6 separate regions of the Mus musculus genome follow, and all the other regions are linked to region 3. A link is a contact called in public Hi-C and HiChIP or PLAC-seq data. All regions are on one chromosome and are shown on one strand. Each heading gives the region's core, a stretch centred on a gene start, on an enhancer-like site or on the middle of the called end of the contact. The rest is flanking DNA. Distances are from core to core; before and after follow the strand shown. Region 1 has its middle 140 kb from the start of Gm36528. Region 2 has its middle 420 kb from the start of Gm36528. Region 3 overlaps Auts2 (autism susceptibility candidate 2). Region 4 has its middle 350 kb from the start of Gm36528. Region 5 has its middle 70 kb from the start of Gm36528. Region 6 has its middle 210 kb from the start of Gm36528.

Region 1 (3,492 bases), core at 466-2,965, 660 kb before region 3:
GGCCTCACTCGAAAACATACAAAGGAATTTTGACATTCAAAGAGAACAAGGACACCAAGCTCAAACACAGGAGCACACTTATTTAAACTCAGCACCCCTGAAGACAAGGCAGAGGGATCATAAGCTCCAATCCAGCTTGCGGACATAGCAAGACTGTCTCAAAAACAAAGGCTGGGGATGGAGTGAGAAAGCTAGGCTGACTCCATGATAGGCTTCAAATAAAGTCCCAATACTTGGGAAGCTGAGACACGAGGAAATGCTGTGAGTTTGAGGCTAATTTGTACTAAATATAGTATGTTGGGCAGCCTGGGCTACTGTGCAGAGCCTTGTCTCCAAAAGAGAAGGAGACTGGGGGGTGGGGAGAGAAGAAGAGGATAAGGGGAGGAAGGAAGGAAGGGAGGGAGGGAGGGAGGGAGGGAGGGAGGGAGGGAGGGAGGAAGAGAAAGGAAAGAAGGAAGGAAGAATGGTTTTAGTTAACTTGAATTTTGAGTTTTAGGGGTCACACAGCAGTACTGTGCACTGTCTCCCACTGGTTTTGATGTAGACGTTGCTTAGGTTCCTCTGCAGCGACCTTTAGGGCCTTAATCTTAGGTTAGAGTCTACCAAGTCTGCATCTAGACATGGGGATCATTTGAGAAATGTTTTACCCAAAACTAACAGGTAGTTAACTTGGCCTAGCTTTGCTCCAGCTCTCTTTCCCCACTCTAAGTATCAAAGGTACTGTCACAGGATTTTATTACTGTGAAGAGATACCATGACCAACGCAACCCTTAGGAAGGAAGACATTTACTTGGGGCTGGCTTACAGGTTCAGAGCTTTAGTCCATTATCATCATGGCAGGAAACATGCAGCATGCAGGGCAGCATGTTTCTAGAGACTCTGGAGCTGAGAGTTCTACAACTTCATCCATAGGAGACATCAAAGCCTGTCTACACAGCGATGGACTTCCTCCAACAAAGCCACACCTACCACCTACTCCCTATGGCTAAGCATTGAAACACCTGAATCTACAGGGGCCAAACCTATTTAAACCACCACAGGTACCTACTTCTCAGGCACTGTGAACATCTATCTGTCTATGAAAGGAGGGGAGCAAGGTGGTATCCAATCCTGTGAATGATCTGTCCCTTTTCTTAGAAAAGACACAAATGGTCATCTCTTTTATTCGCCTATCTGTCTCTTACTTTCATTATTTCTCTTACTGTTTGATTTTGTTGTGTTTAATGTAACCTACTCTAACCTTGAATTCACTGTGTAGCACAGGCTGGCCTAGAACTCCTGATCATCCTACCTCAGTCTCCTGAGTGTTGAGATTTACAAGTCTACACTACCATGAAGAGATTTTTTTCCCTCATTGTTTCTGTCCTTCATTGAAAAGGAGCTGATTTTTTTACGTCAATCTTCCTCCTCCTCCTCCTCCTCTTCCTCCTCTTGAACCATCACCACCACTACCACAACCACCCCTTCTTCACCTTTATTTCTCCCCCAAATCTATGCCTCTGACATTGATTTTCCTAGGGGAAGAGCTTCCAGACCTGGGTCCAAAAATAACTTTTTGGGGGATTTCTCTTTTATATAATTTTTCTCCAAGTAGAGCATCCACATCCCTGCTCTCAGAAATTCCTTGGCAGAGGTGCTCAGAGGGAATCTGCCTTAGAAGGCAGAGCATAGAGCAAACTAGAGCTGGAGGTGGTGACACTGTGGATTATATAACCCTTCCTTCCTGCTGCTAAGAGCCCAGGCAGGAGGAACGGGGATGCCAACTTGGCAGTAACACTGTGGGCCCTGTGCCTGCTGGGGAAGGGCTCCAGAGAACCATCTGGGCAGACTCAGCAACCATGGCCTCCTACCAGAGCCTTCTCTGTTCCCAGTCACTGCTTCCCTTGCTGAAATTTCAAGGGTTTTTCAAAGCAGGGTTCCCTAGGCTTACTGCAATGGTTTGTACAAGGAGTGGGACATGGCTCAGTCAGTAAAGCTTTTGGGGCACAAGCATGAAGAACTGAGTTGGAACGCAGGACTCAAGGCAAAGAGTCGTGGTGGCATGCACTTAAAATCCCAGCACAGGGAGTCAGGAGGAATATTGACCAGCTGGAGCTCACTGGCCAGACTGCGTAGGCAGATCAGCAACTACAACTCTGAATTCCACTTATAAACACACACACACACACACACACACACACACACACACACACACACACACACATACAGAAGGGCCGGGGGTAGGGATCTTGCTGTATTTGACCTTCAGAAACAAAAAAAGTAGGGCAAGGCTTAGCCGTATGAAACTGGCAAGCTTTCCAGAAGATTCTAGAACATGTCAAAGAGTGAGAACCATTGAACAAATGGAAATCCTAGTCTAGATATCTATCCATATGCATCATTAGACTGGGTCTCATTCCATATGGAACATCTTGACTGTGCAGCTAGCCCACGTCTAAAGAGAAATTGGCCACTATCTAGAAGTGGTCAGAGGCATCTCCAGGAACAGACCAGAGAGAAAAGTGTGGATCCCTACCAGGTATACTAGGACAAGGTCTCATCCCAGCAGGAACCAGGAAAGCAGCATCTCTCAATGAGACAGAACATAGGGAAGCCAGAACCTCAGCCACTCATGTCAGTAATAACTCAGACATCATCTCCAGCTGGTTTATGTATCTTCCAATCAGGACTGTCTCAGGGGCTGGTAGTGATGCTCTCTTACTCTGATGGTTAATATTGAGCCTGAACTTGAGAAGGTCTAAAATCACCCAGGAGACAGCCCTCTGGACATGCCTGTGAGGGGCTTTGTAGAAGGAATTAACTGAGATGGGGAGTCCCACCCTGAGTGGGAGATGGATGGACTGGGTCCTAGAATAATGAAAAGGAGAGCTGAGCCCCCACATCCTCCGCTTCCTGACTGTGGATACAGCTAAAACGGCCTCCGTCTGGGGCTGCCATGCTTCCCCTACCACGAGAAAGTGTAGCCCAAGACACTCAACCCTTCCTCCCAAGTTGCTCCTATCAGGTGTCTCATCTCGGTGACTAGGAATTGACTAACATATTCAGGTTGTTGGATAGGACCGTGCTCTTACAAAGGGGAAGGGCTAGGAGGAAAGAGTGGATGGACCTAATCTAATCTTGCAGGTTTCCAAACCCAAGGACCTTAATCCCCGCAAGCGATGGATCCTGAGAGCTCACCGAGGCAAATACAACTGAGCAACTGAAACAGAAAATCCTGAAAGTGAAAAAGATCCCTAAGACATCACAAAAAAAAAGCTCCGAGAAAACAATGTTAATTAATGAAAAATATGTGGGATGCATTTCTCTGAAAATAGACACAGCTCTAAAAGTCAAGGGAAGGAAGAGGCTGTGAAGAGCTGCTCTGGGGAGGGGAGTTGTTCCTGTTAGAGTCCTGGTTTTTTTGGTTTTTGTTTTTTTGTTTTTTTCCACCTAGATTCCTTGGAATTCCATGATTTTTAGAACCAACCGAAGTCACTTCCTGGGTACTGGGGG
Region 2 (3,082 bases), core at 329-2,828, 940 kb before region 3:
CATACGCTCACACAGAAATAAACAAAACAAATCTTTTTAAAGTAAATCTTAAAAAAAAAGACAATGAGCAGTGTCCTGAATAATGACACCGAGCTTGTCCTCTATTTTCCATATTCATAAGTGCTTGCATGCACATACTCATATGCACGCACAGCACACACACACACACACACACACAGAGAGAGAGAGAGAGAGAGAGAGAGAGAGAGAGAGAGAGAGAGAGATTTGTTGCGTCTCACGGTTTCAGAGCTATCAGTCCATAGATGCTTGTGTGCATTTCTTATGCATCTGTGGGGAGGAAGAGCATCATGCTGGAGAGAGGGTGGATGGGTTAAGTTGTTCAGTTCATGGCAGCTGGAAGGGGAAGAAAGAGGAGACAAGGAGAAGCAGAGAAGGAGAGAGAGGGGAGAAGGAGAAGAGGGAAAGTGGGAAACATAGGATGTCTGTCACCTTGATTTATCAGCACACATGGCACATGCAGCTTAAAAGATCATACTGTAACTTCCTTGCAAGACAGACTAGACTGCAGCCCAGGCTCTGAGGGTAAGCATGCCTGGGACCACACCTTACCAGGGCGGGACCAGGATCCCTAACCTCTGTGTGCCTCTTGCCTTTTGTTTAAACCCCAGAGATGAACATAAAGGACCTCTTAATTTGCTCCTCTTCCTAATGTGACCACTTTGAATAGACCCTTTTCTCTGATGATGATGATGATGACGATGATGATGATGATGATCTTGTCTGTTCAATTGGATCACTGAGCCTGGGTATCCAAACCTAGCTTATTAGGGCTGTCAGAGTCTAGGCTTGGACCATAATTAGTCCAGCCACTAAGTGAACATCAGCCAGGAAGGGGTTTCAAGTGTTTTCAGTGAGACCATGAATAGTAATTGTTATACCTTAATTAAAAGCAAAATAAAGAGGCTGATGGTGCAGTGGTTGAGAGCATTTACTGCTCTTGCAGAGGGCCCGGGTGTTGTTCCCAGCACTTTAGTCAGACAGATCACAACAGCCTGTAACAGCCTGTAGCTCCAGTTCCATGAACCTTCCGGTTTCCTAAGACACCTGCAAACATGGTACACATTCAGACAGTCAGGCACGCGCGCGCGCGCGCGCGCGTGTACACACACACACACACACACACACACACACACACACACACACACACGAAAATCATTACATTAATTCTAAAAGAACACATTTAGCATTCATAAAGCTCTGGGTTTCAACCCAGCACGACTTACATACACACATACACATCTGCACAAACACATGTGCACATACACAAATGTACACACACCTATGTGCACACTCATATGCACGAATGCATTGAGTGCACACACAAATAAAAATGGCTAGTTGAAAAGATGTTTCCCGGGTAGGTTTTGGGTTTTCCTCGCGTCTCAGCAGCTGGCATATGAAGATGTGTGCTTTCTGTTTCTGACTTGTTCCTGCACCCAGTTGGCACCAGCGACTTAAAATTTACCTCTTTCCCGGACTCGGTGCCAAGTTACCCTGTGCAAAGCAAACTCTGAGCTAGGCTCATCTATGCTGTGCCAAAATTGAGCAAGTTTCAGCACAGAATAAAGTGGCTTTGGAATTCCAGGCTAATTCCAAGTCACTCTCTGGTTCCTCTCCAGTTTGCACAGCTGTAGAGACAGCCTGGTGGCTGCCGGCCAAGTACTTAAGTGGCTAAGAGAGACGGATGGAGTCGGAGGAAAGGTCAAGGAAAGGGCATTCCTAGGCCTTGGGACTCTTCCTGGTGACTCAGAATAATGTCTCCACTGGGTTTGTCACCTCTAGGCTGAGGGCAACTCCTTAGGGTTCTGTTATGCAAATGTGACAAGTGACTCTGTCCTAGTTAGGGATGCTGAGATGAAACACTGTGACCAACTTGGGGAGGAAAAGGTTTATCTCACTCCCTGTTCCTCACCACCATGAGGAACTGGGAGTGAGGCCAAGAACTCAAGCAGGGCAGAAACCTGGGGGCAGGAGCTGCTGCAAAGGCCATGGAGGGCTGCTGCTTACTGGCTTACTACTCAAGGCTTGCTCAAAATGCTTTCTTTTAGAATCCAGAACCCCCAGCCCTAGGTTAGCCCCACCCAAAGTGGGCTGGGCTTCCCCTCTCAATTACTAATTAAGAAAATGCCTGATCCTCGGAGGCATTTTCTCAATCATTTCTGATGACCCTAGCTTATGTCAAGTTGACATGAAACTATCTGGCACAGTCTCCTCCTACTAAATCAGAAAGTAATTCAAGGATCCATAGTTAGGAGAGTCCCTAGCTCTTTAGGCGTCCTTAGGATGGGCTCTGTCCCATATCTAGGGCATGGAACCAGGACTGGGCTTCAGCCCGTTCACCTTTCAGCCAAGTGTTATATCCAGAGTTCAAGGAACTAATTGTTGTTGAAATATTTAATCCCAATTGAGGGTTTCTATGCCAACTTTGATCATTCAGCTCCCGGATAAAAGACCCATAACTTTTATATTTACAATAAGCCCTATTCAGCATTAGAGCCGGGCAGATATTTATCCTCTGTGCTATTATATCTATTTCCCAGCCAATAATCTTATTATATAATTTGCCATGTTTCGCCTAGGCTGCTCTTAACTTCAATTATCCATCCCACGTGGCCATTATTTTAAGACTATTACCCCATAGTGGCTTCTCTTTTCTCCACCTCCTTCTCCTCTCTTCGTGGCCTGGAACACCAAGCCCTGCCTATCTCACTTCTGCCCAGGTATAGGATGTAGTCACCTTCATTTACTAATCAGAAATAACTTGGGCAAGGTCACATAGCATCACCTGGGTCTACTGTAGACTCTCTCATCTCTGGGGCAAACAGGTGTTGGGGGCCTGCACTTAGCGTTACAATACATAGCAACCTACCAAACCTCAACAGCTAATGGTACTCAGTGGCCTTGTTTTGGGAACCAGATGTGATGACTGTTGGTCTCAACTGTCAAATTAAGACTAGACTGAGACGCACTTGGAAGACACATCTCTGGCTGTGTCTGTGAGGGGGTTTCCAGGGAGGATTAAATAAGGGAGGGAAGATCCACTCTCAGTGTGGGTTGCTCC
Region 3 (3,055 bases), core at 452-2,951:
ATTTGCTAAGGAGGAAGTTTCAGGAGCAGTGTTGCAGTGTAGTTGTATGAAGACACTGAGCAGTGACACCTGAAAGGTCCCAGGCTGAAGCCTCCTGGGTCACTGGTCAAGGATTACAGCTTGACTGTGTGATTTAACACTTTGTGTGCCTTGCGAGTGGCTTCTCCGTCAACCATGTAGCAGGGGCTTGGGTTGCCCGCTGTACAGACTGCAGTCTCTTGTGCTTCAGAGTGAGGGAATTAGAATTAGAAAATGTAAGTCGAGCCTTCCTAGGCTGTGATAATGGCTTCAGATTATTGCTTTTCAGTGTTCTCTTGAGATGTTTTATTTCCCCCGTAAGTCCCCGAATCTACAGTGTCCATTAAAGGAAAATTATACCAAATTCTAAAATGTAAGTTTTTAAAGCAGCGGTCACCTTGTTTGACTTGTGCTTATTTTTGGATGAGCATAGGAACTTTGGACAGAGTGGGAATATTTGAGCATGGCGCTAGGGGTGCTGTTAGTGTTAACAGGCTGTGTACTCACCAAGTGAACATAGGTTTCCAAGTTCCTTTGGGTTATTTATGCATTTTGGTTCAGTCTAAAGGTTATTTAAAATTTTTGTACTTTAAATGCAAAATTTTATATAGTAGTACTTCTCTAGAATATTATGCATAGTTGTTGACGTAATGGCTTGGGTAGGCACAGATAGCTGGTATGTGAAGAATAAATTACCACATCAAAGCCTGTGTGCTTTAGAGGGAGGAGTGAGTACATTGGTAGGTATAGAAGATTACCTTTATTACACGGAAAATTTCAGTGTTTATATAAACTTTTGTGGGTTTAGCATATTTGTAGACATAAAGTGAGCCTTGGAGCCTTCAAACATGACCTTTTCATTTAGTAGCTGAGTGTCTTTGGCTTGGTTTTTCTTTTTCTTTTAATTCTTTTCCTGGATTTTTGAATCACCTGAATTAATACCTTGCCTTTATTGTCTTTATGTATTCACGTAAACTGAAAACCCCAAACTGAGTGGGTTGTTGTTATTGTTTGTTTGTTTTAAGTTTTTAAGTATGTTTTGTTTTGTTTTGTTTTAAAGTTTTGTTGTGTATGCTTAGCTGGCCTGCCACTCCCATCTACAATGCTGTTAACTCTCCACAGTCCTGCGTTAGCCTTTGGAATTGGTGCTGGAGACATGAGCATGAGCCCACTCCAGGCTTCAGGTTTCTGTTTGGTCACCAAAGCTTTTCTGTGTCTAGAAGACGAAGGTGAATTACTGTTTCTGTCCTGAAGTGAACCTCACACAGCCTTGTTGATGTTAGTGGGAATGCTAATATCTTTTCTAAAGTTCTTCTGGAGTGTTCCTCTGGCTCTATACTAAAAGGACTGTAATCTTTAGAAATTGAGTTCCTGCAGGGAGGCTGACAGCTCAGCAGATGGTGGGAGATTTTAGGGTGTTGTGTTTGTTATCGCTCATGTAGAGCCGACACAGACTCCAAACCCGAGTCTGTATTTCTCTTGGAGCAGACATTAACCTCTTTTTCCAGGCCGAGACAGTGAAGTGTATCAGTTTTGGTAGCCTGGGTTATAAGAAACCTAAATTAGTTTGAAGTGGAATTATCCTGTTGAAAGGGCAGTTGAAAGCCCTTGACACTGGACAGAGGATTGTCTAGTGTCTAATCTTGGCTCAGAACGCAGCAGACATAATGAGAGTCATTATGAACTGGTGATCTCTCACCCCTCCCCTCAGCAGACCGCATTAGACTTGCAAAAACAGAGAGCACTGTGTGTGCTTGGCCCTGTGCCTGCCCTGTGCCAGAGGAAGAAAGTCTACCTTGTTTGTGCTCCAACCAGATACCGATGTATCCTGTTACTGCTAGGCTGGGTTCTGAGTTCCTCTGTTCAAGCTCGTCTTGACAGATGCTGTCATGGCTGACCCTTAGCAAGACAAATGCAGCCACTTTGCAGGAGTTGGCTTCTACCCAGCTGTGCTTGCCAGTGTCCTGAAAGGACGTTCCTGTGTATTTACCTGTGGTCTATTACCCTCCATCACGATCTGAGCTACCTTCAGAATCTTGGCTGTATCTGAAAGCAATGTGTAGTTGTTTGTTCAAATAAATGCAGTCCCTGAACTTGACTTCCTGATCTTTCAATAACAGCTGTTGCTTAAATACATCCTGAGAATCTCCGGGAAGGTCTCCTGCTACAGAATCAGAACTTTGATAGCTGTGTATCATGGACTCTGGAAGCACCACAAAAAGAGACTCTCCACAGATGAATGTTGGGGGGTTTGCTCTGAATGTTAATCTTTGCCTAGGAGGAATGACAGTTTTGTTGTGTTGCAGCGGGTTGGGATGAAAGAAGACAAGTGGCTGGAAATGAGTGGGGTGAACTATGGTGAGAGCTTGCTTCTGAAGGGTGCTGGCAAAGAGGCTTCATTATGGTATTGAAAAACAGATGGGGGCTTCTTGAAGTCTGTGTAAGAGTGAGTGAGTATGGGTCTCCCTCTCCCTCTCCCTCTCCCTCTTCCTCTCCCTCTCCCTCCCCCCTCCCCTCCCCCTCCCTCTCCCCTCCCCTCCCCCCTCTCCCTCCCCCTGCCCCTCCCCCTCTCCCTCCCCCTCTCTCTGTGTGCTATGTGTGTTTAAAAATCATTCTGGCAGTTGTCTGGGGAAGGAATGGACACACACACACAAACACACACACATGCACACACACAGAGAGGTAGGGAGGGAGGGAGAGAGAGGGGGGGTGAGTGGTGCATTATTTTTTTCCTATCAAGCTCTTAGTAAGAGGCTGGTTTAGTAGAGAAAATAAAGTGGATAGGAAAAGATTTAGATATGTGGGTGTCTGTCAATAGAATTTAGCCAACACTTGTAAATTTAAAAGGTGCAAGAAGAAATAAATCAAAGTTAAGGAAAATGGGTATGTAGTTTTCATCTGAGATACAAGAAAGTACCTGTTGAAGAAGCACACATGGCTTTGTAGCTACATCATGACTCCATCAGTCTGGTGAACACGAGTTTAGAGTATCTTGCACTTGAGGTGTGAGTCAGTTGGTAAGGGCAAGTTTACATAC
Region 4 (3,168 bases), core at 407-2,906, 880 kb before region 3:
GGACCCAATTTGAGGAAACGGGCCACTCAGACTGTGCCTTTGAAGAATGTAACTTTTCTCAGCCTCTTTCTCAGTCTGCCTCTCTACTTCCTGGTTAGCACGAGGGAAATAGCCTCAGCCAACTACTCCTGCCATGCTGACTTCTGCCTGCTTCTGCCACTTTTGGCACAAAGTGATGGATTTAGTCAACCTGTACTAGCATCTCTGAAACCCTGAGCCAAATAAGCCATTTCTCTTTAGAGTTGTTTCTCTCAGGTATTTTGTTATCATGGCAGAGGCAGAAAGCTAACACAAATAGGAATATCCTAGAGAAGCAATCCTTGAGGAATTAACATGAAGGGAAATGACCTCAAGGCAAACAGAGGACCATTTGAGGACATATTTCTAGCAGGCCTTTCTAAATGAGACTTTCAGATACCCTTCTATATAAAATGCTTACTCAGAGAGTTGTGTTTGCATATGAAATGTCTTTCAAAGACTCATGGACTGAAAGATTGTTATCTAACAAATGGGTTCCCTTAAAAATATGTGGAAGCCAGACATGGCAATACATCCTGGTAACCCCAACACCCAGGAGTAGGGCAAGATTGAGACTTGGAAGCGAGCCTCGGATACTTTGTATAAGCTTGTCTTTAAAAAAATATAGACTGCTTCAATCCATTACTTCATATGCATATTTGCTCAGGCTCATTTGACAAAGCAACTGTCAGCTTTAATAGCAAAAAGCTTTAAAAAGTCCCTACAAGAATAGGATGGTCACAGCTACGTGCTGTATCTTGATTGGGAGAACAAGCTTGGCTAACATTCATGAGCCCTGGGTTCCATCTCCAGCATCATATAAACCAGGCATGGTGGTACATGTTTGTAATTCCAGCACTCAGGAGGTGGATCATGAGTTCAAGACCATCCTCAGCTACATAGCAAGTCAGAGCCCAGACTAGACTACGTGAACTCTGTCTTAAAGAACAAGACGTAAAATAAAATAAGCTAAATCAGATATTTCAATTTACTCCATCTCCTCACTCTCCCCTGCCCTGATTTCTAAACAAGACAATAAATTCAACTCTGTAATCTAGGGGGTGCTGGTGTAAATGTACAGACTATACTTAGGAGGCAGAAGAACCTCCTAAGGATTGATAGCTAGAACTCAGAAACCAGACTGGAGTGCTTAGCAAGCTTTTGTCTTAAAAACAAAACAATATGTGTGTGTGTGCACATGTGTCTCTATGTATGAGTGTGTGTGTGTGTGTGTGTGTGTGTGAGAGAGAGAGAGAGAGAGACCCACAGAGGCTGCAGGTTAAGCAGATGAGAAATGAAGGAAAGAAGGGAAGACAATAGAAAGAAGAAACAGAAAGGCGAACAAGGAGAGCCTTTCTCCAAGGGAAAAGCCCAACGTTTGTCATTCCAAGGGATAAACATTTTACAACCCAGCTTGACTGTGTCATGAACACTTGTGTTTTAATAGTACGCCTGCAAGCTTTCCAAACAAGTGTTTACCTATCACAATAAACAGTTATGAGCGAGGAACACAAAACAGAAAGAACCAGGGGCTGGCAGACTGCCAGCGCCTGCCACGTGCTGTTGTGCACGGGAGCCTGTCACTCAGGCTCTGTGGCTTTGAGTCTGTTGTCTATGTCTGTGGCAGCCACTGAGCCTTTGGGACAGGCTGGGGGACATCTTAAAGGGACAGAGTAACTGAACACAACTGGGTGTTCAAAGGAACACAGAGGAGCAGCTGACCAAGGGCAGCTGACAAGAGAGAAGTGGTCCCCAGAGATGGGAACTCTCTAAGATCTCCCGGAAGATGTTTTATAGAAACACTTCTAACCCTTTCTTTCCTTTACTCTTCACAGCGGGGTCACATATGCATTTAATAAAGAAGCAAGTGCCAGGCCTCTGCTTACACAGTTACAATCGGCTACCAGTAGCTGACAGTCTCAGCAAAGCTGACCTATGAGAGATGGAGTGTAGCTCAGCAGTAAAACTCTTGCTTAGCATGCCTAAAGTACTGGGTTTAATCTCAAGCATGCAACAATAATAATAATAATAATAATAATAATAATAATAATGTAATATAAAATAAAATGGTCACTATTATAGATTTTTATGTTATATAAATTTGTTGGATTAAAAATGGACAGTCTGTTGGATCTGAGTTACCTCACTCAGGATGATATTTTCTAGTTTCATCCATTTGCCTGCAAAACTCAGGATGTCCCCATTCTTAATATCTGAGTAGTATTCCATTGTGTAAATGAACCACATTCTCTGTATCCATTCTTCTGTCGTGGGACATCTAGGTTGTTTCCAGCTTCTGGCTATCACAAATAAGGCCACTATGAACATAGTAGAACATGTGCCCCTGTGGCATGGTGGGGCTGGAACTAGAAAATATTATCCTGAGTCAGGTAACTCAGACCCCAAAGGACATAATTGTGTATGCTCACTAATAAGTGGATATTCACAAAAAAAAAAAAAAAAAAAAAAAACAAAGTACAGAATACCCAAGATACAGCCCACAAAACTCAAAAAGGTCAACAAGCTGAAATGCCCATGTGAGGACACCTCAGTCCCACTTGGGAGAGAAGAGAAGAAAGCAATCACAAGTGTGGAGGGAAGGAGGGACCTGAGAGAGAAAGTGGGAAAGTGGAAGGAGGGGAGGGGAACCTGATCTGGTATTGGGTGAGCGAAAAGGACTGAAGCCCTGAGGGCTAGCAGAAAGAATGGAAACAGGCAACCTCTGGAGATAGGAGGTTGGGGGTACCCTCCAGAATGCACTAGAGACCTGGGAAGTGAGAGGCTCTCAGGACTCAAAGAGAGGGACCTTAGATGAAATGTCCGACAGTAGGGAGTATAGAGCATACCTCCAGCAGGAAGACAGGACATCAAGTGAGGGATGGGGTTGCCATCCCACAGTCACAACTCTGATCCATAGTTGTTCCTGTCTGAAAGAATTACAGGGATGGAAATGGAGAAGAGCCTGAGGAAAAGAAGGTCCAGCAACAGGCCCAAAGTGGGATCCAGCTCAAGGAGAGGTCCCAAGGCCTGACACTATTACTGAGGCTACGGAGCGTTCACAGAAAGAGTTCTAGCATGACCACACTCCAGAAGATTCCGCAAGCAGCTGAAAGAATCAGATGCAGATATTTCCACCCAACCAATAGGCAG
Region 5 (3,387 bases), core at 796-3,295, 600 kb before region 3:
TAGACTGAGCAACTCCTGGATCACGGGACCGTCCTTTGGTACACTGCCATTGTTGGACTAGCTGGATCACAGCCTGGAAGCCACTTTAATAAATTCCATAGACATATGTATTCATTCTATCAGTTGTTCCTCTGATCCCTGACCCCCGATTAACACGGATCGCCTCGCAGGGGCCATGTCTCTAAATAAAACTGGTTCTCCCTCCCTGGCAGCCATCAGTTGCCAATAGTTCCTCATCTAGAGGTGGGACATCACAAGCCCCTCACCCATCTGTGCTGGGGTTTTGTGTGGCTTGATTTGTACCAGTCTTGTTGAAAATTCTTTCTCCGTATACACAAAGGGTGGGGAAAGGGTACCAGGCTGCATGCTAGTGAGCAGTGTTCATTTGTCCTGGAGCATAGCCTAACAGAGTCGCCCTGTTACGCTCTTTGTTTTATGCTCTGTTCTGTTCCATAACACACACTTGTCTCGCTCATGCTTGGCAAGCACAGCAGAACCAAAGGGATTATATAGTCAGCATCTGGAAATATTCCACAATCATCACAGAGCATGCTCTAAGCCTCGGTCCTTCTCCTTCCTCTAACAAGCAGGTAACACAAGAACGAGAGCAGACTTGGAGTGCGCACCTGGAGCCAGCCCCCTCAAAGGGAGCCAGCTGGTTAATGGGAGTCCAGTGTTCTCAGGGAGGGTGACATGTGGAATGCAGCCCACATGTGACACGTAAGCAGGGAGACACTTGGAAAGACTTAGGTGAAAGGCTTTTAACACCACCAAGGGAAACATTCAGATTCTCAAACTCACAGACTCTGTGCCAGCATATAAAAACTGTAACTCCTAACCTTTAACTAGGCAGAGCCCAGTGGAGACCAAGCAATCAAGCAATGTGCTGGGCTCAGTGACATCATTGTCCCCATGGAAGATAGGGTGGACAGATTTCCTGCCTCTGCAGATTTCCGAGAGCATGGGAATGGGGACACCTAAGGACGTTGAAACCTGCCAAAAGGTCATTGCCACAGACAACACCTTAGCACTATGAGCCTTATTTTGTGTATATGTATGTGTGATATATGCACACATGAATGAGAGACTACACCTGCCTATGTGCTCTGTACCATATAAGATGACATTTGGAGGTCATTCTACCTTATCTTCTTGAGGCAGGATCTCATAAAACCTGGAACTACACTGACAGCCAACAACCTTCTAGGACCTTCATATATCCAATCACACACACACACACACACACACACACACACACACTGCGCTGATGTAACAGGCACAAACCAACACACCACCTTTTTATACGGGTGCTCAGGATTCAAACCCATGTCCTCATGTTTGTGTAACAAGAGCTCTTACTCCTAAGATATCTCCCCAGCCCTGTGAGCCTCAATTTCTGACCTGTATTGTAATGGCTCTTGGATGTCTAGGGGACTCGTATAAACTGAACTCATTGGTATTGCTAAAGATAGGGCTTACAGTGTTTAGTTATTGTTGTTGTTGTTATTTGCTGTGTGTGTTTCTGTTTCTGTGTGTGTGTGTGTGTGTGTCTGTGTGTCTGTGTCTGTGTCTGTGTCTGTCTGTGTCTGTGTCTGTGTCTGTGTCTGTGTCTGTGTCTGTGTCTGTGTCTGTGTCTGTGTCTGTGTCTGTGTCTGTGTCTGTGTGTCTGTGTGTCTGTGTGTGGCTGCATGGGGAGGCCAGGGGTCAATATCAGGTGTCTCTCAGTCACTTCCCACCATCTCCTTTTGAGACAGGGTCTGTCACTGAGCCTGAGGCTCCTAGCAAAGCCCTAGAAAGAAGCCTCCTCTTCTCCCCCCACTCCCACCCCCACCCCCACCCCCAACCCCACCCCCACCCCCACCCCCAGCCCCACCCCCACCCCCACCCCCAGCCCTGCGATTCCAAGCATGTGCCACATACCTGACCTTTACGGAGTGCTGGGGACCAGACCCAGGTCCTCATGCTTGTTCCGAAAGTGCTGTCTGTACAAGCTGAGCCATCCCAGCCTCTGTGTGTAGCTAACTGGGGGCAGTGCGAGTGAGTTGTTGCACACCCATTCAGAGCAATGGCTCCTCCACAAATATTGGTCTACAGATTCATCATCTACATCTCGCTCTGCCATCTGCGATAATACACGGGCATGATTTCTTCTTTACAGAGGATTTCATCATGCTAATATTCCATGGGAGGGCATTTTGCTGTAAATTAAAAGAGAGAGGGGGGAAAAAACCCGTAGGCCCATCTCCATGCTGAATCTATTAGCTCCACAGCCAGCTCTTTCCCAACTCAACTCCAGCTGACCCCTAGCCAGCACAGACCAGGCAAAGCCCTACCAAATCTGGGTGTCCAGTTCTCAGTGTTCAAATAAATAGAATTTTCCCTACCAAAGGAGAAGCCAAGACTGTACGATGCTTCTAAAATATGCACATGTGAGTCCAGGCCAAGTGCCGGCCATGCTCTGGCCCCAGTTAGGAGCTGGCGGCTGTGCAGGGGGAAAAAGCTCAAGCCAGGCAGATCGGGAGCTGGAGCCCCTTCTGCCTCTGCCACTTAGAAGCATCTAGAACACTGGGAGGTATGAGGCCTTGCGTCTTCACCTAGAAGCCGGTTGTGATGTTAGTTGGCTCTTTCTCATTTTCTAAAAAGGATTTATCGGTATTATTCGTATTTATGTATATGTCTGGGGGTGGGGTGCACATCTGTATGGGTGCCCACAGAGGCCAGAAGAGCGCATTGAATTCCCTGGAGCTGGAGTTGCAGGTTGTTGTGAGCCACCTCTGGTGCTGGAAACCAAACTCAGGCCCCTGGCAATGCTCTTAACCACTGAACCATCTCTTCAGTCCTATTAATTGCTCTTTTTTAAAAAAAGATTTATTTATTATTATATATGAGTACACTGTAGCTGTCTTCAGACACATCAGAAGAGGGTGTCAGATCTCATTATGGATGGTTGTGAGTTACCATGTGGTTGCTGGGATTTGAACTCAGGGCCTTTGGGAAAGCAGTCAGTGCTCTTAACCGCTGAGCCATCTCTCCAGCCTTAATTGCTCTTTTTAAAGGCAATATTCACACACACCTTCCCTCCCCCAGCTTTGAGCTACTAATCTACTCCACCCTCAGACTAGGAGATTTCACCCAGGAAAGCACATGCATGAGATTTCATTTCTCTCTCCCTATCCACGTCTCCCTCTATCTCTTCCCCAACCTCCGCCTTCACTCTTCCCCTCTCCCTTCCATCTCTCTCTCTCTCTCTCTCTCTCTCTCTCTCTCTCTCTCTCTCTCTCTCTCTCTCTCTCTCTCTTTCTGTCCCTCTTCCTCTCGCCCCTCCCCACCCCATGTGTGTGCGTGCAGGCATGCATGCACACCTGGGAGGGTCTTGGTTTTTGAGGT
Region 6 (3,429 bases), core at 244-2,743, 740 kb before region 3:
TTTGCTTAGACAGTGAGCCTTTTGTACTGGTCAGAAGACCAGAATATTCTAAAACAGGAAATAGGATGATGCTCATACCAGCTCATGGGCATGGAAATGCATTGTGAGTCAGATGCCATGCGAAGAATGTTAGACATGACTTTGAACTTCACAGTGGCCACAATAAAGCAGGCTCTGTTGTTACTCTTTGACAGATAAGTTAAGACTTGGCAAGAGGAGATCAATTGTCCTGGTATTTCAGACACCACAGCCTGAGATGCAGGAACTATTGTATTGCCTAAATGACCAAACGTAATAGCTTTGAAATGTTGAAATGGGCAGAAAGCACAAAAATATCATGGGGTAGTTTTTAAAGATTTACTTTATTATTTTTAAGTGTGTGTGTGTGTGTGTGTGTGTGTGTGTGTATGTGTACATGTGGGTACAGTACCTAAGAAGGCCAGAAGAGGGCATCATATCCCTATGGAGTAGATCTTCCTGAAGTTGGAATCACAGTTAGGTAGTTATAAACTAGCTGCCACACAAAGGGCTGGGAACTCAACTCTGACCCTCTGCAAGACCAGCACATGTTTTTAACTGCTAAACTGTCCACTCCCTTCAGTTATTAAAATTTTATTTCTGTATGCTTATTTGGATATCTGTGTATGAGCATGCAGGGGCCCAGCACAGTGACTCACTTCCTTCACCTCTGTCCCACATTCTTCTAAAATGGCACCACCAGACTTAGGTCAAGCATTTTAAACACGAGCCTGTGGGAGACATTCAAAGCCTGACACTGACTGGCCACTTGGGGAAGTATTGTCTGACTCTGTGATAAACTCTGCCCTCCCTTTCAGGGCCTTCCCTGAGAAATGAAGAATTTCATTTGCTGCTGTTGAAAGTGCTCGAAGCAGAGAGCCCTCAACAAGTACTTCATCCGGGGGCTGGGAGATGGTTCCCTGCATCAAGTACTTGCTCTGAGTTTGAACACCAAAACCATACAGAAACACTAGGTATGATGGTACATTGGAGACATAAAACAAGAGATCCCTGGGGCTCGCTGGCCAGCCTAGTTCCAGAGGAGTTAAAAGACTCTGTCTCAAAAAGAACAACAAAGGAGGCAGATAGAAGATGCTCAGTGGGTAAAGGCACTTACCACCAAACCTGATGACTCGAGTTCAATTTCCAGCATCCGCACTTTAGGGGAGAAACAGCTCCTACAAGCTGAGCTCCACAATGCACCATGGCATTGTGGCCTGCTTACACACACACACACACACACACACACACACACACACACATACACCACATACACAGGAGGCACACGTGAAGAACAGGAGGACATGTATGGCTCCCCAGAGGCAGGAATGTGGGGACCAGCAGACAGTACAAGAATGAGTGTTTCAGGGATGAAGCCACCAACTGTAAGGACAGGAGCAGAACAGAGTGGGACAGTCGCAGATCGACTCATGGAGGCACGTCAGCTGCCATGGGCCTTACAATGGATAAGCTGATTCCTTCTGGCTCAGGGATGCTGCCTTCTGGCCTGGAGCCCCACACAGCCTCTTTCTAAACCACATCCTCAAAGGCACAAGCTCAAAGGAATGAAAGCAAGATGTGTTTTCCAAAATCGAATTTCCTAAAACCCAAATGGCGAGTCAGGAACCAGCATGAAGAGGCGCTGTTGCCTGGTGAACTTGGAATGGAGCCCAGGAAGGAGGTTGGGAGGGTGTGTGTGGGGGGGGGGGGCTTTTCCTAGGAAAGGAAAGTAGCCCGCTTGCTAGCTACTCCCTGAAGCTCCAGGTCCTCCCAGCAACCAGCTCAGAAATTCACACTCCCTTCCTGTATGTTCAGAGCTCTTCCAGGTCTCATATCTGGGGATTCTGGTGGGCCAGTTCACAGTAAATGTGTGATTTCTTTCCAGGGGACACATAAAAACAATGTCTACCCTTTCCCCCAGGGTCCCAATGACAAATGGAGGCCTGATTCCAGCAAAATTCACAATGGTAACCAATGATTTTTTGGAGGTCATGTAGAACATAGCTGAAAGGTTACTTACATGGGTACTGGTCCCTAGCCTATCCCTGTAGCCAAACAGAGGGAGCTCCTCTTCCTTACTCTTCCCTGGCCTTTTCCCCAGGGCACAGGCAATTTAGGCAGAATTGTGTACAATAGGTGGTGCAGAGCAGCTACTCAGGTGAGAGTCTCATGACCCTCCAGCCCTCCATGAGGCAGTATAAACAATCAACAAGCCCAACTAGATGATCTTTTATTGGGGGGTCTCAATAGCTCCCCATAAGATGGCTATTGCTTTGCTCCAAGGACAATCAGGACAATGTGAAAACCTGGGAGATCAACCCTGGTAAAGTTTATTCAGATGAAGAGCATATCAGCTTAGGATAGCACAGCCAGTCTCCCTGCGCTTGGCCGAAGCGTTCATGGGATTTGTATGTTGTGTGTGAGTGTATTGTACGTGTGTGTATTGTTCAGATTTTGCATATGTATAGGTGCACAGGGATGTGTGTATAAGTGTATATGTGTTGTGCATGTGTGTATATTTTGCATGTGTATAGATACACACGAGTGTATGTGTGTTGTGCATGTGTGTATGTGTATATATTTTGCATGTGCATAGATATATATGAGTGTATGTGTGTGTGTTGTGCGTGTGTGTATATTTTGCATGTACATGGATATATGTGTGTGTGCATATGTGCATGTGTGCGTGTGTGCATGTGTGCGTGTGTGCATGTGTGTGTGTGTTTGGACATGGAGACCTGAGGCTGATGGCAGGAATCATCCCCAGTCACTCTTCAAACTATACAGTGAGGCAGGATCTCTGAACCAAAGCCAGATGTCACTGATATGGCTAGTCTCCCTAGCCAGCTTACTCTGGGGATCCCTGATCTCTGCCTTCCAAGGCTGGAATAGCAGGTGGGTCACCATGGCCACCTGGCATTTATATGAGTTTCTGGGGATCTGAACTCCAGTTCGCAGTAGTCAAGCAAACACTCAAGCACTCAGCCATCTCCTGGTCCATTTTTTGTTTATTGAGACAGTCTCTCACTAGGATATGTGCACATGCATAGACCACACACACATATACACAGTGTATGCCTCCTCCATGTGCACACATAAGAAAATCCTAATCCTTAATGGAAGTCTACAGAGAAACGGCAAGCCATCTGATGCCCCTGGCTCGTTGGCTGGCTGGAGTCCTCCATCACACCCTGCTGCATTGCAGAGGCATCCCATCTAAGCCAGCCACATCCTACCCTGTCACACTGTGCAGACAGACCTGACAGATGGGACCGGTAAAAAGCAAATTTCCCTCCAAGCCTTAGTTCTTCCCTGCAGCAGCAGGGTTTAAATGTACAATGCGGCTATCCCTGCTGGTCAGGCACTTCCTGGTTATATTCTAAGTTGATGACACTTGTAGTGCCGTATATC

What was found. A called contact is a pair of places that touch in the nucleus more often than the background predicts. HiChIP or PLAC-seq counts read pairs in DNA pulled down with a chosen protein or histone mark.
Region 1: a Hi-C map of cerebellum shows a contact between it and region 3, with 2.5 times the contacts expected there. The contact joins two enhancer-like sites. A contact is called at or near these places in 2 of 484 Hi-C or Micro-C datasets (both in cerebellum), 1 of 115 datasets of contacts at active chromatin or transcription factors (embryonic basal ganglia) and 2 of 9 other capture datasets (embryonic stem cells and embryonic tail).
Region 2: a contact with region 3 is called in a Hi-C map of Sertoli cells, with 3 times the contacts expected there. The contact joins two enhancer-like sites. A contact is called at or near these places in 3 of 484 Hi-C or Micro-C datasets (Sertoli cells, cerebral cortex and cortical neurons), 1 of 115 datasets of contacts at active chromatin or transcription factors (fibro-adipogenic progenitors) and 2 of 9 other capture datasets (embryonic tail and embryonic trunk).
Region 4: an H3K4me3 HiChIP or PLAC-seq map of embryonic basal ganglia shows a contact between it and region 3, with 5 times the contacts expected there. The contact joins two enhancer-like sites. A contact is called at or near these places in 2 of 484 Hi-C or Micro-C datasets (olfactory sensory neurons and uterus), 1 of 115 datasets of contacts at active chromatin or transcription factors (embryonic basal ganglia) and 2 of 9 other capture datasets (embryonic tail and embryonic trunk).
Region 5: a Hi-C map of muscle stem cells shows a contact between it and region 3, with 2.7 times the contacts expected there. The contact joins two enhancer-like sites. A contact is called at or near these places in 2 of 484 Hi-C or Micro-C datasets (ganglionic eminence and muscle stem cells) and 1 of 9 other capture datasets (embryonic stem cells).
Region 6: a contact with region 3 is called in a Hi-C map of cerebellum, with 2.8 times the contacts expected there. The contact joins two enhancer-like sites. A contact is called at or near these places in 5 of 484 Hi-C or Micro-C datasets (cerebellum, embryonic stem cells, granulosa cells and 2 more), 1 of 115 datasets of contacts at active chromatin or transcription factors (embryonic basal ganglia) and 1 of 9 other capture datasets (embryonic tail).

What each region holds. Positions count from the first base shown.
Region 1 is chr5:132,891,079-132,894,570 of GRCm38.p6, reverse strand. No RefSeq gene overlaps it. Among named protein-coding and RNA genes, the nearest start is that of Gm36528, 140 kb to the right of the region's middle. Within about 2 kb of position 1,715, at least 35 of the 459 cell types and tissues checked have an H3K27ac peak or open chromatin away from gene starts, as enhancers often do. A contact at or near this core is called in cerebellum, where this site is marked.
Region 2 is chr5:133,172,112-133,175,193 of GRCm38.p6, reverse strand. No RefSeq gene overlaps it. Among named protein-coding and RNA genes, the nearest start is that of Gm36528, 420 kb to the right of the region's middle. Within about 2 kb of position 1,578, at least 71 of the 459 cell types and tissues checked have an H3K27ac peak or open chromatin away from gene starts, as enhancers often do. A contact at or near this core is called in Sertoli cells, where this site is marked.
Region 3 is chr5:132,228,552-132,231,606 of GRCm38.p6, reverse strand. All of the region lies in intron 2 of Auts2 (autism susceptibility candidate 2), which reads left to right. Among named protein-coding and RNA genes, the nearest start is that of Auts2, 310 kb to the left of the region's middle. RefSeq lists an enhancer at 1,247-2,455. Within about 2 kb of position 1,701, at least 76 of the 459 cell types and tissues checked have an H3K27ac peak or open chromatin away from gene starts, as enhancers often do. A contact at or near this core is called in Sertoli cells, cerebellum, embryonic basal ganglia and 1 more, where this site is marked.
Region 4 is chr5:133,105,594-133,108,761 of GRCm38.p6, reverse strand. No RefSeq gene overlaps it. Among named protein-coding and RNA genes, the nearest start is that of Gm36528, 350 kb to the right of the region's middle. Within about 2 kb of position 1,656, at least 26 of the 459 cell types and tissues checked have an H3K27ac peak or open chromatin away from gene starts, as enhancers often do. A contact at or near this core is called in embryonic basal ganglia, where this site is marked.
Region 5 is chr5:132,825,204-132,828,590 of GRCm38.p6, reverse strand. No RefSeq gene overlaps it. Among named protein-coding and RNA genes, the nearest start is that of Gm36528, 70 kb to the right of the region's middle. Within about 2 kb of position 2,045, at least 8 of the 459 cell types and tissues checked have an H3K27ac peak or open chromatin away from gene starts, as enhancers often do. A contact at or near this core is called in muscle stem cells, where this site is marked.
Region 6 is chr5:132,969,400-132,972,828 of GRCm38.p6, reverse strand. No RefSeq gene overlaps it. Among named protein-coding and RNA genes, the nearest start is that of Gm36528, 210 kb to the right of the region's middle. Within about 2 kb of position 1,493, at least 10 of the 459 cell types and tissues checked have an H3K27ac peak or open chromatin away from gene starts, as enhancers often do. A contact at or near this core is called in cerebellum, where this site is marked.